Regions from separate parts of the Mus musculus genome. Here region 2 is linked to region 1. The links are chromatin contacts, called in public Hi-C maps. All regions are on one chromosome and are shown on one strand. Each heading gives the region's core, a stretch centred on a gene start, on an enhancer-like site or on the middle of the called end of the contact. The rest is flanking DNA. Distances are from core to core; before and after follow the strand shown.

What was found. Hi-C and Micro-C count contacts between places; a contact is called where the count stands out from the background.
Region 2: a Hi-C map of liver shows a contact between it and region 1, with 2.8 times the contacts expected there. The contact joins two enhancer-like sites. A contact is called at or near these places in 1 of 39 promoter capture datasets (the 3T3-L1 cell line), 10 of 484 Hi-C or Micro-C datasets (3T3-L1-derived adipocytes, the HPC-7 cell line, bone marrow-derived macrophages and 6 more), 4 of 115 datasets of contacts at active chromatin or transcription factors (bone marrow-derived dendritic cells, bone marrow-derived macrophages, embryonic stem cells and 1 more) and 3 of 9 other capture datasets (adipose tissue, embryonic stem cells and liver).

The regions. Positions count from the first base shown.
Region 1 is chr6:22,144,654-22,151,403 of GRCm38.p6, forward strand. Cped1 (cadherin-like and PC-esterase domain containing 1) reads left to right here. Exons shown (of 22, transcript NM_001081351.1): 15 at 866-1,034. Among named protein-coding and RNA genes, the nearest start is that of Wnt16, 140 kb to the right of the region's middle. Within about 2 kb of position 3,513, at least 9 of the 459 cell types and tissues checked have an H3K27ac peak or open chromatin away from gene starts, as enhancers often do. A contact at or near this core is called in adipose tissue and liver, where this site is marked.
Region 2 is chr6:22,491,313-22,498,062 of GRCm38.p6, forward strand. No RefSeq gene overlaps it. Among named protein-coding and RNA genes, the nearest start is that of Gm38773, 100 kb to the left of the region's middle. Within about 2 kb of position 2,494, at least 37 of the 459 cell types and tissues checked have an H3K27ac peak or open chromatin away from gene starts, as enhancers often do. A contact at or near this core is called in adipose tissue and liver, where this site is marked.

The sequences.
Region 1 (6,750 bases), core at 2,263-4,762:
TGCCTAGCGTGCACAACAGCTTCGGCTTGATACTCACTTAGAAGTCAGCATGGAATATACGAGAAGAGCTGTTAAAAGAAGGGAAGAAATGAGGAAGTGTGTAGGGAAGAAAAGAAGGAAGAAAAATGAAATAAGATACAGAAAAGAAACGAGGATTCATGTCACTCCAGTCTTGCTCCTACTGCGGCTCTACCATGTAACTTTAGGCAATTTGATAAGTTCTTTCTTTCTTTCTTTCTTTCTTTCTTTCTTTCTTTCTTTCTTTCTTTCTTTCTTCCTTCCTTCCTTCCTTCCTTCCTTCCTTCCTCCCTCCCTCCCTCCCCCTTCCTTCCTTCCTTCCTTCCTTCCTTCCTTCCTTCCTTCCTTCCTTCCTTTCTTCCTTTACAACTTGCCTTCTAGGCACGATGTTACTAATTGCCAGATGTTACCGAAAAAGGGTGCCCTTACCTATTTCTTATCTCCGTCTCTCCACCTGCCCTAAACCTCAGTGGAGAATCCCACCTAACCACTGCCAGACATCCTTGGCCGCCCACCTGTATCGGACACCCCAGATCCCAGCTCTCACCACCATCCCACCCCACCCCAACGCTGCATATGGTTGTTTCATTCTTTTTCCTCCAAAGCATGTCAGAAAAAAAACTCTCTCCTTCCCTGTGTCTGCCTTTTCCTCCTGGGACCCGGAAGTCCTGATAACAGTTTTTCATAATAGTCTCTATGTTTATAGTAAGGCCATTATTATTATTATTATTATTATTATTATTATTATTATTAGTTGATGTCTGAATATGTTTGGGCTGGATAATTTTCTCCATGCATATAAATTCTCATCTCTCTTTCTCCCTCCCCTCCTACTGCCCGCCCTCAGTTTTGCCACCTATCCTCTGGGAATAGGAATGAACAGAATCTCTGTGCTTGTGGTGGACGAGTCTCACGCAGGGGGTGCCGCCCTAACCACGTATAAACTCACCATCTATAGAGAAGATCGCCCGAGTCTGCCCTTCTTCGAGGACTTCACAGCGTGCGGCTTTGTACAAGTGAGTGCATTTTGCGTTTCATTTGTGTGGAATTGGAACTGATTCGTTAATCCATGTGAAAAATGTGAAACTGTTACTTGCAGCCTTGTGCGTCTCTCAGCTGTGATCTCTGCAGCAAAGTCTGCGCCCGGCGTGGGTATCTGCAGCCCCCCAGCTTTCTTAGTGTGGTAGCCACACTCTGTGCTCACTGGGCTTAGGGAGTTATCATGGTGGCCATGTAAAATTGTCCAGCAACAGCAGCTAAGGATTTGATTTTACATTGCCCATTTACGTTTTCTTGTTTTTCTTGGGTTTGTCCCTGGATCATTTTTTGAAGTTTTAAACTGGATCCAGTAGAATTTATTGGAGAGAGAGAGAGAGAGAGAGAGAGAGAGAGAGAGAGAGAGAGAGAGAAAGAGAGAGAGAGAGGAACTTACGGAACTTTTTTAATAGCAAGGATACTAAATAAATGAAATTTGCTTGGCGTAGATGTATATCTCATTCATGCCTCAGTCCTTAATCACTTTGCAAGACTGTGTCTTCTCCTTTGAGAAACACATTCCATTTTCTTGCCTTATTGGCTTGGGAGGAGGGTGACTATTACCCTCTGCCTTTGCCTTTTGTCAGCTTTCTCTTCCTTTTCCTTAAAAGTCTACATATACACACAACCCTCAACATTTTCTCAGAGCATGCACATACCCTCAGTACAGATGATGCCAAGGAAACAGGAGTGAGAACTTTAATCACATATCTCCTAGTCCATTCAGAAAGTATAATCACAAATATATGATATCCAAAGGATGGATGTGCTTGCTACCAGCAGCTTTGTAATAGAAAAGATTAAACAGGGATACTACCCACTGCATCTTGGTGGGTGCTAAGGACCCCCCCATGATTGTTGATAATCTATGGCCAAACACCATAATCCCTCCCTTCCCCCATCACAGTCACATGCATCTACTACCAAGAGCTTACCACTCCATATGGTTATTCGTTCCTTACACTTATATTTTCTAAGGAAATCCCAAACTTAAGAATTCTTACAAAATCAGAGGGAAACACGGTGATGCTTTAGAAATCTGCATCTATTTTAGTTTAGAACGACACTGTCCTTCTCTGAGAGTCTCTCTCCTTAATACCTGTGGATTACATGTAGGATAAAACCTTTATATTATAATTTTTAATTCATTTCTTTAATTTAAATTTTATTTCATACAATATATTTTGATCATGTTTTCTCTGTCCAATATTTTCTTTATTCATTCCATTAAAAAAGAAGCCAGACATATATTGGCACACTGCATCTCATTAATATGACATTGAAGAGCAGATAAAAGTAACAGGAATAGAGACCAGAACACCAGTTCTCTGGAAGATGTCAATGCCACTAAACATGAAGGGACCCTTTGAGGAAATGTCTTATATCTGGGTGATGACCACTTATATGAACATGTGGTGTATGAACATATGAAAATGATGTGCTTAAAATGTATATGATATACTGTATGCTACCTATGTAATATAGAAAGTATATATGAAATGGTTGGACAAATTTGCACATACATTTTACTTCAGGAAAATAAGAAAAACATTAGAAGGAAAAGTTTGTATTGTTATCTTCCAAGACACAGTTCATTTCTCAAATACAATACTGATCAGAAACAAGCTAATTATCATGCAGTAATAACCTCAGAGAATAGATTTTTCTTACTACTATAACGTGAAAAAATATTTGAAAATTCTTGTGGGATGAATCTCACAGACAATTGCAGGAAAGTATTTCAGTGATTTATGGGTCCTTTCCAGAAGTTCCTAGTTCTGAAAGTTTGTGTGGTCCTTCAATCAGTGCTACATTTTATAACATGGAAAGTGTTTAATAGAATTTTTTTAGCCTTTCATTTATAACAATTCTCATATATGTGAGCAAGAAAAGTGTGGCGTGAATAACGTAGCTTCCTTCCGATGTTTAGCTAGGCATGAGCTGCCATGTGAAGGACCGGTCTGCTTCTCATGGGCTCCACCTCAGATTCCACCCTGAAGCCCCTCGACGCTAGTTAGTTTTCTCACTGCTGTTACAAAACATGTGACAAAAGTGAGTTGGAGAAGAAAGAGGTCACTTTGGCTCATGGTTGGTGGGTCCGCCCACACAGCCAGGAAGGAATGGAGGCAGGCGCATGGGGGGAGGGGGAGGGTTTGCTTATATTTCCTTTAGAGTCAGGAATCAGGCCTAAGTGCTCAGCCAGCTTCTGCTTCTATTCTGTGCTGACACTGGACCCTAGCTGTGGACAATACCGCCCACATTTATTTAACCTGGGCCCGTCCTCTCTTCTCAGTTCAGCCATGGTGGAATAAGCCCTCACATACAATGCTTGGGGAATACTTTGCACATAAATCCAAAGAATCTAACAAAATTGACTGTGAAGATTACTGCTTAGTCACACCAAGGGCTTTAGTTTCAGTGTTGATAACACAGCACGGGTTTGATTGCAAAGCGAGCAGGAGGGGCCGAGTTTGTAATCACCAATTCTTAGTCACTTGAGAATTTCACAATCAAACTCAGCAAAGTTCGCATATGTCGCAAAACTTAAAATGTTTTGATCTTCCAAAGTTTTCCCTCTTTTTTGCTATTTTTACTGTTAAGATGAAAGTCCACAGCACACTCTTTGGAAATTATCGGTTAGGCGGTTTAATTTGAGCTCCCAGAACATACATGCAGGCGCATGCAGAACGAAGTTCAACATTAATCATATTCTCCTTTCTGGTAAAAGGAGAAATTCCGACTTCTCCCTGCATTTCAAATTAGATTTTGGTTTCATGGACTCTATGTTCAGCTTTAAATTAGCATCGTAGAATCCATTTGTGTTGCTATAACATATTGCCTGCAGCTGGGTAATTTATAAAGCATAGAAGTTTATTTCTCACAATTCTGGACGCTGAGAAACTCAAGATCAGGTCTTTGGATCTTTAATGCCAAGGCTTTCTGGATAATCCCCTGGTGGTAGAGGCCAAAAGGACCTACACTATGTGCTGTGTTCCACCTGTCAAGGGGTCAAAGAGCAAGATAAGATAAGATTAGTTTCCTCCAAAGGCACTAATCCATTCACAGGGCCAGTCCTTTCATAAGAACTTAGGAACTGCCTTCATGATGTAATCCTAAAAGGTCCCACCTCATAATTCCACTTCAGTGAAGTTGTTCTAACACAACTGAATTTGGGGGGTGGGGGGAGAGTACTTCATTGCACAGCAAACACAGAAAACAACCCACTTTCAAACAAACAAAGCAGAATCATTCAATTTGGATGCTATCAAGCCATCTCATTTCTCTTCTTCCTGTTCCTCTTCCTTCTGGGAATCAACTATTCACATTACTGTTTCACCAGAAGAGTAACAGGGAAGAGAAAGCAGATTTATAAAGCAAAGTACTCAATTAAAAGCCAGTTGCTATAGTATTTTGGTAAATAATAAGATCTTTAAATTATAAGCCATTTTTTCCTTTATATGTCTAAGCATTATTAACAACGTACTTGATCTTAATAAACTATTTGAAAATATGTAGTATCTTTATTTCAATTATGGTTATGACAATTTAAAATTGTATATAGTTGCTCCAAAGGGGTTTTAGTCACTGTAGGTAAGAAGAAATTTATATATATATTTAATTGTTATAAATAATTAGGTTGGAACTACTCAATCTCAACCCCAGTGCCACTGTCTTTTGGTCCAGGAAAATAAAAGGAAAGTTATCTAAACATTATCGTAGACCCTTTTGAAAGTGGTGACAATGTGTGCCCACAGACATTGCCAATGTCTTCCATGGTGCAGAATCAGCACCAGTGAAAAGCCACCTATGTAAAGCAAGAACCATTCCTCCTTGTGTAACATGGTATTAACTGAGAGTGAATGGCTTACAGGTATTCTTTAAATGTTCTGTGCTGGATTCGTTGTTCTCTTTTATCATCCTTACATTTTGATTAATTCTAGCTCTGCTCACTATCCAGCCATCTTTTCTATTGTAATTACTACAATCACACGTGTGCATTCAATTACAGAAAGCATGTTCTTAATGAAATCTAAAACCACCATGTGACTGGCACACTCAGAACATCAGTGCATTGAGATTTATCCATCCATATATAAGGCTTCGCTGCTGAGAAGAAAGGCTTAGAAAGTAATAAATAAACTGTTACTGTGGCTGAAAAATGTCATGTTTAGGAAATAGTAAAATATATTTATGTTCTAAGGAAATTGAAATACATGTGGAGAATATTTCTTTTACTACCTGTTTTCAAACCTACTTTTTGACGTGGATAACAATAACTACACAGAAATTGATTTGTGTACTTGATCTGCAGTCTAGTGTACATTGTGCCCCCAAAGCACTGTGCTGGGAAAGAGCCATAAATAAGATCTACAAAAAGGCCATCCAGCAGAGGCCTAGAGGACCGAGTTCCATGAATGTATTTCTAGAACCATTTTTATATTAAAATGTATTATTATACACAAAGGGAAAATCCTGAGGAAAGAGAAAATATTACTTGAAAAGATGTTCAGCATTTATCTATACATTTTATTAACTGGCCTATGTCACTTTATAAAAGGAAAAATTAACCATTTAGATGCTATGTCACTAAGTTCTATGCAAATGACTCCAGTTCAGTGTTCAGATATGCTTTGTAATTCATTTATTCTTTCACCCTCCCAACACCACCAAGAAATACAGTCAAGTGGCTCAAAGATATGTTTGTCTAATATCATAGCAAAAAAATGATAATAGAATAGGGATGTGTTCATCGAAATTATGAATGAAGCACCAGTTTCGGCACTCAGTTCAGTGAGTGATAACATCCACTCGTTGTCTTGCCTGCTTCAGCTTACCAATTTTCCCACAGTGGCATCTATTGCGCTGTGATTGTGCCATGCTCTCAGCTAGTAATGAGTTCAAAGCGACTGCTCTGCCCTGTGTTCTGCTCACACACTGTGTGGTGGACGGGAGCCAAAGAAGCAGGAGTAGAAGTCCAGACAGAACTTTCCTTATGTGCCAAGTCTTCCCTTAAGCACTTCACCATCCTCTAGCATTTACTTCTAATCCTGGACGTGAGTAAATTTCAAAATAAATCATCTCCCCTTTGTAGAAAAAAAAATGTACTGAGAAGTCAAGACTTTAGAAGTGGTTAGAAACTTCGCCCAGGCTTTCTATGTAATCTGTGGCAAAAGTGGGGTTTTGCTACAAATTCTCCTCAACTTACGGTGGGGTTCCATCCTGTTAAGTGTTCCAAGCATTGAAGCTACCTTGTCTAAAATTCGATTAGAGGCCAGGGGTATGGCTCAGCAGAAGAGCATTTGCTGCCAAGCCTCATGGCTTGAGTTTGATCCCCAGGACCACATGGCAGAAGGAGGGAACCAACTGACTTTTGCAGGTTGTCCTCCGATGTCCACATGAATATTGTTGCATGTCCCTCTGCCCTTCCCAACACCAAAGTCAATAAGTATGACAATTTTTAAAAATTAACTTAGCACACTAATTGCCAGGCACCACAATTTCCTATAGTCTATTTCAGTAGGCTCAGACATTCAAATATTGTCATGAGTCCCAAAAATATTTCATGCCTTATGCTTTGTGCCTGATAAAGAATGAATCCTCTTTATCCATTTCATTATGGGGGATTTGTGGTGACTAAACCCATTTCATTATTAATGACCCAGGATGTATTAAGGACTCTTCACTAAAGTGCTTAAT
Region 2 (6,750 bases), core at 1,244-3,743, 350 kb after region 1:
ACGCTACCATAGAACTCAAGATTCTTGGGACTATAGGCATGTGCCACCATGCCTAGCCTAAGCCACCATATTTAAAGATGCCTGGTCTTTAGCTCTCACACAATAGGCCCTCGTCACTACCTCTCAGGAGAATCATTAACAAAGTTCACAGAGGCATTTCTTATTTATTTATTTTTATTTTATTTTGAATCACCTCCTATATAAGCCTTTTCAGAAGAGGGCAAGCCAGAATGGTCACGTTTGTTAAGTGTACTCTATCAAAGTAAAACATATTGAAAGTGTCCAGTCCTTTAAGCTTAGAGTTTGAGTGAACCCGAATCAACACAATAAGCATGCTGAGGTTGGAAAGAACTCTCAGTACATAAGGAGGTTTCCGCCCACCCTTGTCCAGTCCTGGGGCTCACAGACTGGAAGGAGAAAATGGATCTCACAGGTTGTCTTCTGACATTCTCATGTATGCTGGGCCTGTGGTGTTTGTGAGACATGTGGATGTGTATGCACACACACACACACACACACACACACACACACACACACACACAGAGTGAAAGAGGTAATATGTAATAAAATACTTTTAAGTAAGGAAATTGAAGATATATGTGTGTGTATATATTACCTCTTTCACTCTCTGTGTGTGTGTGTGTGTGTGTGTGTGTGTACGGAACACACTCTGTAGACTGGGCTGACCTTGAACTCACAGAGATCCACCTTCCCCAGCTTCTTGAGTGCTGGGATTAAAGATGTGCCACCATTGCTCAGATGAAGTTTCAGTCTTATAAGGAAAGTGCTCTGAGACAACAAAACCAGTTTTGACTCTCCTGGTTCTCTTCCTACCTCTTTCTTCCAATAGTGCCAAGCCTGCCGTTTTATCTCACACTAACACTACTTTATAGACCGAGCAAGCTATTGCTTGATTCTAGAATTGATAATAAGAATCAATCCAATTATTTCCCCCTTTGTTTTTCAGTTATATAAAAATGTTTAATGACGTTTATATATTTACTTGTATGTGTGCATGTCCCACTGTCAAAAGGCGCTTCTCTGGCCAAGGCTGAAAGCTGCACTAGTCTAAGGGTGTCATCATAAATATTTAGAAGGCATTTTAATGACATTTGTTCAGGAAAAACATTAGTAGGCCCCCCCTGATAGGGTCTGTCTACCATCTCTCTAACCATAGGCTTTTGACCAAGTAAGTCTACCATATAAGGTATGCATTCCCTTCTGTGAAGAGGGCATCGGATCTAATCGGGAAGGAGTTGGTTTCAGCCCAGGGTAGTTATGCCTCTCCTGTACCACTGGGCACATCTTGTCTGATAGATTAATATGGTAGTACCCCGGGGTCCACAGTTTGTTTACTCTTTCTTATAAAGCTTTATGTCCAACCACCTGCAGACACACTCTTCTGGCAACAGGTGGTGTGTGTGTGTGTGTGTGTGTGTGTGTGTGTGTGTGTGAGAGAGAGAGAGAGAGAGAGAGAGAGAGAGAGAGAGAGAGAGAGAGAGAGAGAGAGAGAGATCTTTGCTGTCTGGTCCATTTTGTCTCAGACAGTGTGGAGAGAAATCCCCATGTCTTGTGAAGAGTGGAAGACAAGGTGAGGTTCCTTTCCTCTGTTTCGTTTCCCAAGGAAAAGGAAGCGTAGAAACGTAGAAAACGACCAGACGAGACAGCGAAAGACGCTCAGACAGTAGCACATTCTTTGGAAATAATTTGCACTTCAGGGATTTAGAAAGTAGAACACTTTCAGCTTTAAAAAGCAGTTTATGCTGCTTTGCTGCACTCCTCATTTGCCAAACAAATGATTATGTTACTATTTTAAGCACCGCATATTTAGTGCACGACTGTGGTCTGTCGGAGATACTTAATCACGCTGATAGAGTAGAAGAGTTGCAGGAAAGGAAATAACTAGAGCCGCTGAATATCCCACGCCTGCCCCGCCCCGCCCCATCTCCTTAGGATTCTGCGCAAAGGGAAGCATCCGCTACAGAGACATTTTAGCTAATAACTTAACAGACGGAAAAATATGTCCTAAGATCTGTTCTGTATCAAGTGGAAATCATAAACTGACAAATTTCATCTATTTAAGAGACGACCCCGAATCTGGAAATTTGAGGCTATTTCTCAAAAATCATCAAAATAAGGACTCGGCTTTGTCTGGGGCCATAGTTTTCAAACCTAACCTGTGAAATCACAGAAATTACAGTTTGATGACTCTGGGTTACACAAGCTGAAAAACTGGGCTCAGTGGGACAAGTAGCTTGCGTATCTGACTTTAGGCAAGACACCTTCTATCGACCGCTATTTCGATTTTTTCAGAAATTTATGCAACGTAGAAAAAAGCTTTTCTGTTTGTTTGCTTAGTTTTCGAGATTGTATTTTAATTACAACATTTCATTTTTTCCTTCTTCTTTCTTCTAAGCCCTTCTGCACACCCCTCCCTGGTATCCTTCACATTCATGGCCTCTTTGGGAAAGAGCTTTTAAGGCCCAATAATGCAGCATTTTCGGCTTGGCAGAACACTGCGGGGCTGACTAATCATCGTAGACAGTTCTTAACTAGAGAAGGAAAGCAGTTTCGAAAAAGTGGCAAGACTTAAACACAAGTACAGTTACTACTGGAATCCTATGTCGTTGAAAACATTTAGAGAAAAGTTTTTTTTTCCACAAAACTGCTAAAAGTAATTTTCAGCAAATAATATTTTCCCCCCTTTTCTTTTAAAAGTGGAATGCTCGCAATTTAAGAAATGCTGACAAAGCTGTTTCAGGACTCATGAGCCAGGACTGGCTATTTTAGATTCTCATGGCGCCATCTAGTGATTGAGACAAGCAATAGCATCTGTATTTGACCCAAAGGCTTTTTGCTTCTGAGGCTGCTCTGTGGATTTTTCTGCAGGGGTGAGTAGAATAACCACCTCCACAGACTTCGCTAGCTCTGCTCCGGGATACTGAGAAAAAAAATAATCTCATAATCTTGACACGGCTTTAGCCTTATTTGAATGAAAGGATATGGTTCTCAGCAAATATTTCAATCGTGCTTTTATCTTGAAATTCTTATTAATCTGGTACGACTTCCCTTTAAAGTACATTTTGCACTACTTTTTTCCAATTAAAGTTAACATGAGGCTAGAATTCACATTGAATTTAATATCAAAAATTGAAGCAGGAGACTGTTTCTGAAATTTGTAAGATGTAATGAAGTGTTTAAGACTACTGCATATTTTAATTAGAAAAGGGGACTTTCTTAGGAAGGAAAAGGTTGGATGCTTTATGCAAGTGGTGTTTTTATTGTGCAAAGGCACCATTCTAAAGAAGAAGCAGGAGGTTGGCTGTGAAAGGCAGGGAAGGCTGAGGGTGTGGGGCCCTGACTATCAGAAACTTCCCCTTTGGTTTCTAACGTTGTAAATACCTTTTCTCAAAGAGCTGTAAAAGGAAAATACTGGTACCTACCTATTTACTTACAATTTAGAGAATACATACTGTTTAAGAAGACAAAATGATGTGGAAGTATAAGATGCCCTAATTCTTTGGTGGAACCAGGCTCTGCCAAAAACCAGTGTCAGATGAGGCAGGGTCTAAGCTGTGGAAACAGCTGAGGAAGAGATCTGAGGATCAGCCTAGCCTGGTCCACCGCAAAAATCGGGCGAATATTGTACACTCAAAGCTCTTTCCCAAAGATGCCATGAATGTGGAGGAAAGCAGGGTGGGGTGAGTGGAATTTTAGGTCAGGCACTTGGGCCCCCTTTTTTCTTTTCTTTTTAGTGATCTCCTGTTGAGGTCAACTATGGCTCTTTTCCTGGTCAAAATTTAATTAGGTAGGGATACACACCACACACACATGTGTATTCATGTGTGTATAAAATCATATATATATATATATATATATATATATATATATATATATATATTTAGCTTTCTCTCTTTCTTAATAGCAGTGGCTGTGTATGGAGAGTTTTGTGAGTTAGTAAAACAACCCCCTAGAGAGAAAAATTTAACCCCAACTTTTAAAAAATTCAACTTAAACTCTTACAGTGTTTATAGTTTATAAAATTAAACATATGAAAGTTGGCCAAAGTTTAGAAATCTGATAAATTACACACACACACACACACACACACACACACACACACACACACGCGCGCGCGCGCGCGTGTATTAGCAATAAAAGTTCATCTCTCTTTTTACAGCTTATAGAATTCCTTGTTGAAATAGAGTAACTACCCTCTTGGAAAAGAGGGGGCTGTTTTATGAATGATGAATATATCGTTTTTTTTTTTTGTTGTTGTTTTTGCTTTTAAAGAGGTATTTATTTATTTTATGTATATGGGTACACTGTAGCTGTACAGATGGTTGTGAGCTAACATGTGATTGCTGGGAATTGAATTTAGGACCTCTGCTTGCTCTGGTCAACCTCGCTCTCACTGGCCCCAAGATTATTTATTATTATAAATGAGTACACCGTAGCTGTCTTCAGACACACCAGAAGAGGGCGTCTGATCTCATTACAGATGATTATGAGCCACCATGTGGCTGCTGGGATTTGAACTCAGGACCTTCAGAAGAGCAGTCAGTGCTCTTAACCGCTGAGCCATCTCTCCAGCCCAAATATATTGTAAATGGTAAGGGTGAAATTCACCTATGAACAGAAGCTTCAGGAACTCCAGGCAGGTTTCTTTGTCATTTTAAACCTGGTGTTCAAAATCCATTTGCTAGAAGAATGTTTGCTTTCCAAAACAATAACATTATAGACTGAAAAACCTTTCAGGATGCATGACTAACTGGCAAAAAGTCTTCAAGGTGACCACGACACTGATATACATTAGCCTGAGAATAGATTTGAATCTAGAGTAATTGAGCTCTTATGGAATGAGCCAGATGCTAAAAAGGGCCGAAAGAAAATTCTGAGGATTCCTTCCCGAGGAGAAGCTGGACGTGGTGGCGCACGCCTTTAATCCCAGCACTCGGGAGGCAGAGGCAGGCAGATTTCTGAGTTCGAGGCCAGCCTGGTCTACAAAGTGAGTTCCAGGACAACAAGGGCTATACAGAGAAATCTTGTCTCAAAAATCCAAAAAAAAAAAAAAAAAAAATAAACCCAACCAACCAAACAAAAAGCCCAAACAAACAAACAAACAAACCCCCAAAGTACCCCAAAAACCCAAAAACAAAAAACCCAACAAACCAGCTTTCCCTGGCTAACTGCTATACCAACAAGCAACAATTTCATTCTCATCAAATTAGGCTTGTGTTTCTTTACTGGTAACGTACATATTGAATGAGTGGCTTCAGAACCATGTTTGTATTTGTCAAATCATAACAATGACAGTGTCAGGGTAGAATGTCTCCTCATCACTCCCTGCTGCCCTCTACTGACACCTGAATGAGGGGACAATCACAAGTTTCCACTCCCTAGCAGGTGGAGAGATAGTCCTGGATCCATTCTTGACTCTTAGCAACTCTGATAGTTTGTTCCTTTCCTATTGTGATGTTTGGTCAAAGACACACAGTGATTATCTAAACTCTTACTTTCTCAACTTTCTCTTTTCATTCTCTGGCCAGAAATAACAAGCATTTTTATGAACCTTACTCCCTCTCCTTATCCATTGGCATCTCCAGGTAACCATCTTCTTCAATCTTATTCACATCTAAGGTATATGAAGGGTTAAAGTTATAAAAATAACACACACACACACATATATATATAAATACGCATATATCTACATATCCACACATATTCATACACATATACAAACATACACATGTTCACACACACACACACACACACACACACACACACACGTGCGTGCACACACTATACACATAGACATACTCTAGATACACATTGCTAGACATTGCTAAATACACATTGCTAGGTCTGAGGCCCCTCTTTGGCCTGTCTTTTTCTCTCTGCTCTCCTGTTTTCTCTATTTTATAATCAACATTGAGGGTCTTAGTTATACTTGCAGTAATAAGTATGAGCGTGTCTGTTTCACGCCTTGGAACTCAGCATCAACTCCAGTGCCATACGAGGATGTTCTTTGTTATAGTCAATGACATCCATCCCGCTGAGCAGATGGACGAGGTGGTGTTTTCTTCCCTTATTAGATGCTAAGAGACGGGCCAGAGCCGGTAGTTAAAGAATCAGATCTCTCCTAATTCAGTACAAGCCTTTGCTTCCATGCAGCACTGAGGAGAAGCTGTCTACGGCCGTTCCAGAAGCAGCCCAACATCTGGCAGAACTCAGAAAACTGCCAGTGGCAGTTATGAGTGCCAAGCAATCTACAGTCAGCCATCACCTGCTAATGAAGTGGAAATGGCTCAAATGTCCTCAATCCACTGACTCTTGTGGGTTCCGTGGAACCTCTAACTGAATCTTTAACATCATAAACTATCGCTTCTTCCTCGGAAAACAGTCAAATTCCATTGTAGGCTCAGTTTCCACCTTATAAAAGACAATAAGCTTTTTATGAGACATAGTCTCTTAGTTTTTGGTTTTCTTTTTGAAATACAAAAATTAAATAATTTTTATGCAAGTACTTGGAAGCAACCTTGTTTGCTGAAAAGGGGATTCTGCATCTGAATACTGCAGAATGTAACTATGCAAGCATTAATGTTGGAAATGCCCTGACACTGGACCAAGTGTGGTAGTGGTGGTATGTTCAAGATAAGGGTTTCTATGTCTGAAAGGGAAGAGAAATGAAAAGAAAACCAAACTCACAGAGTTGCCATTAATAGTGTAGGGCAATGCTTCTTGAACAGC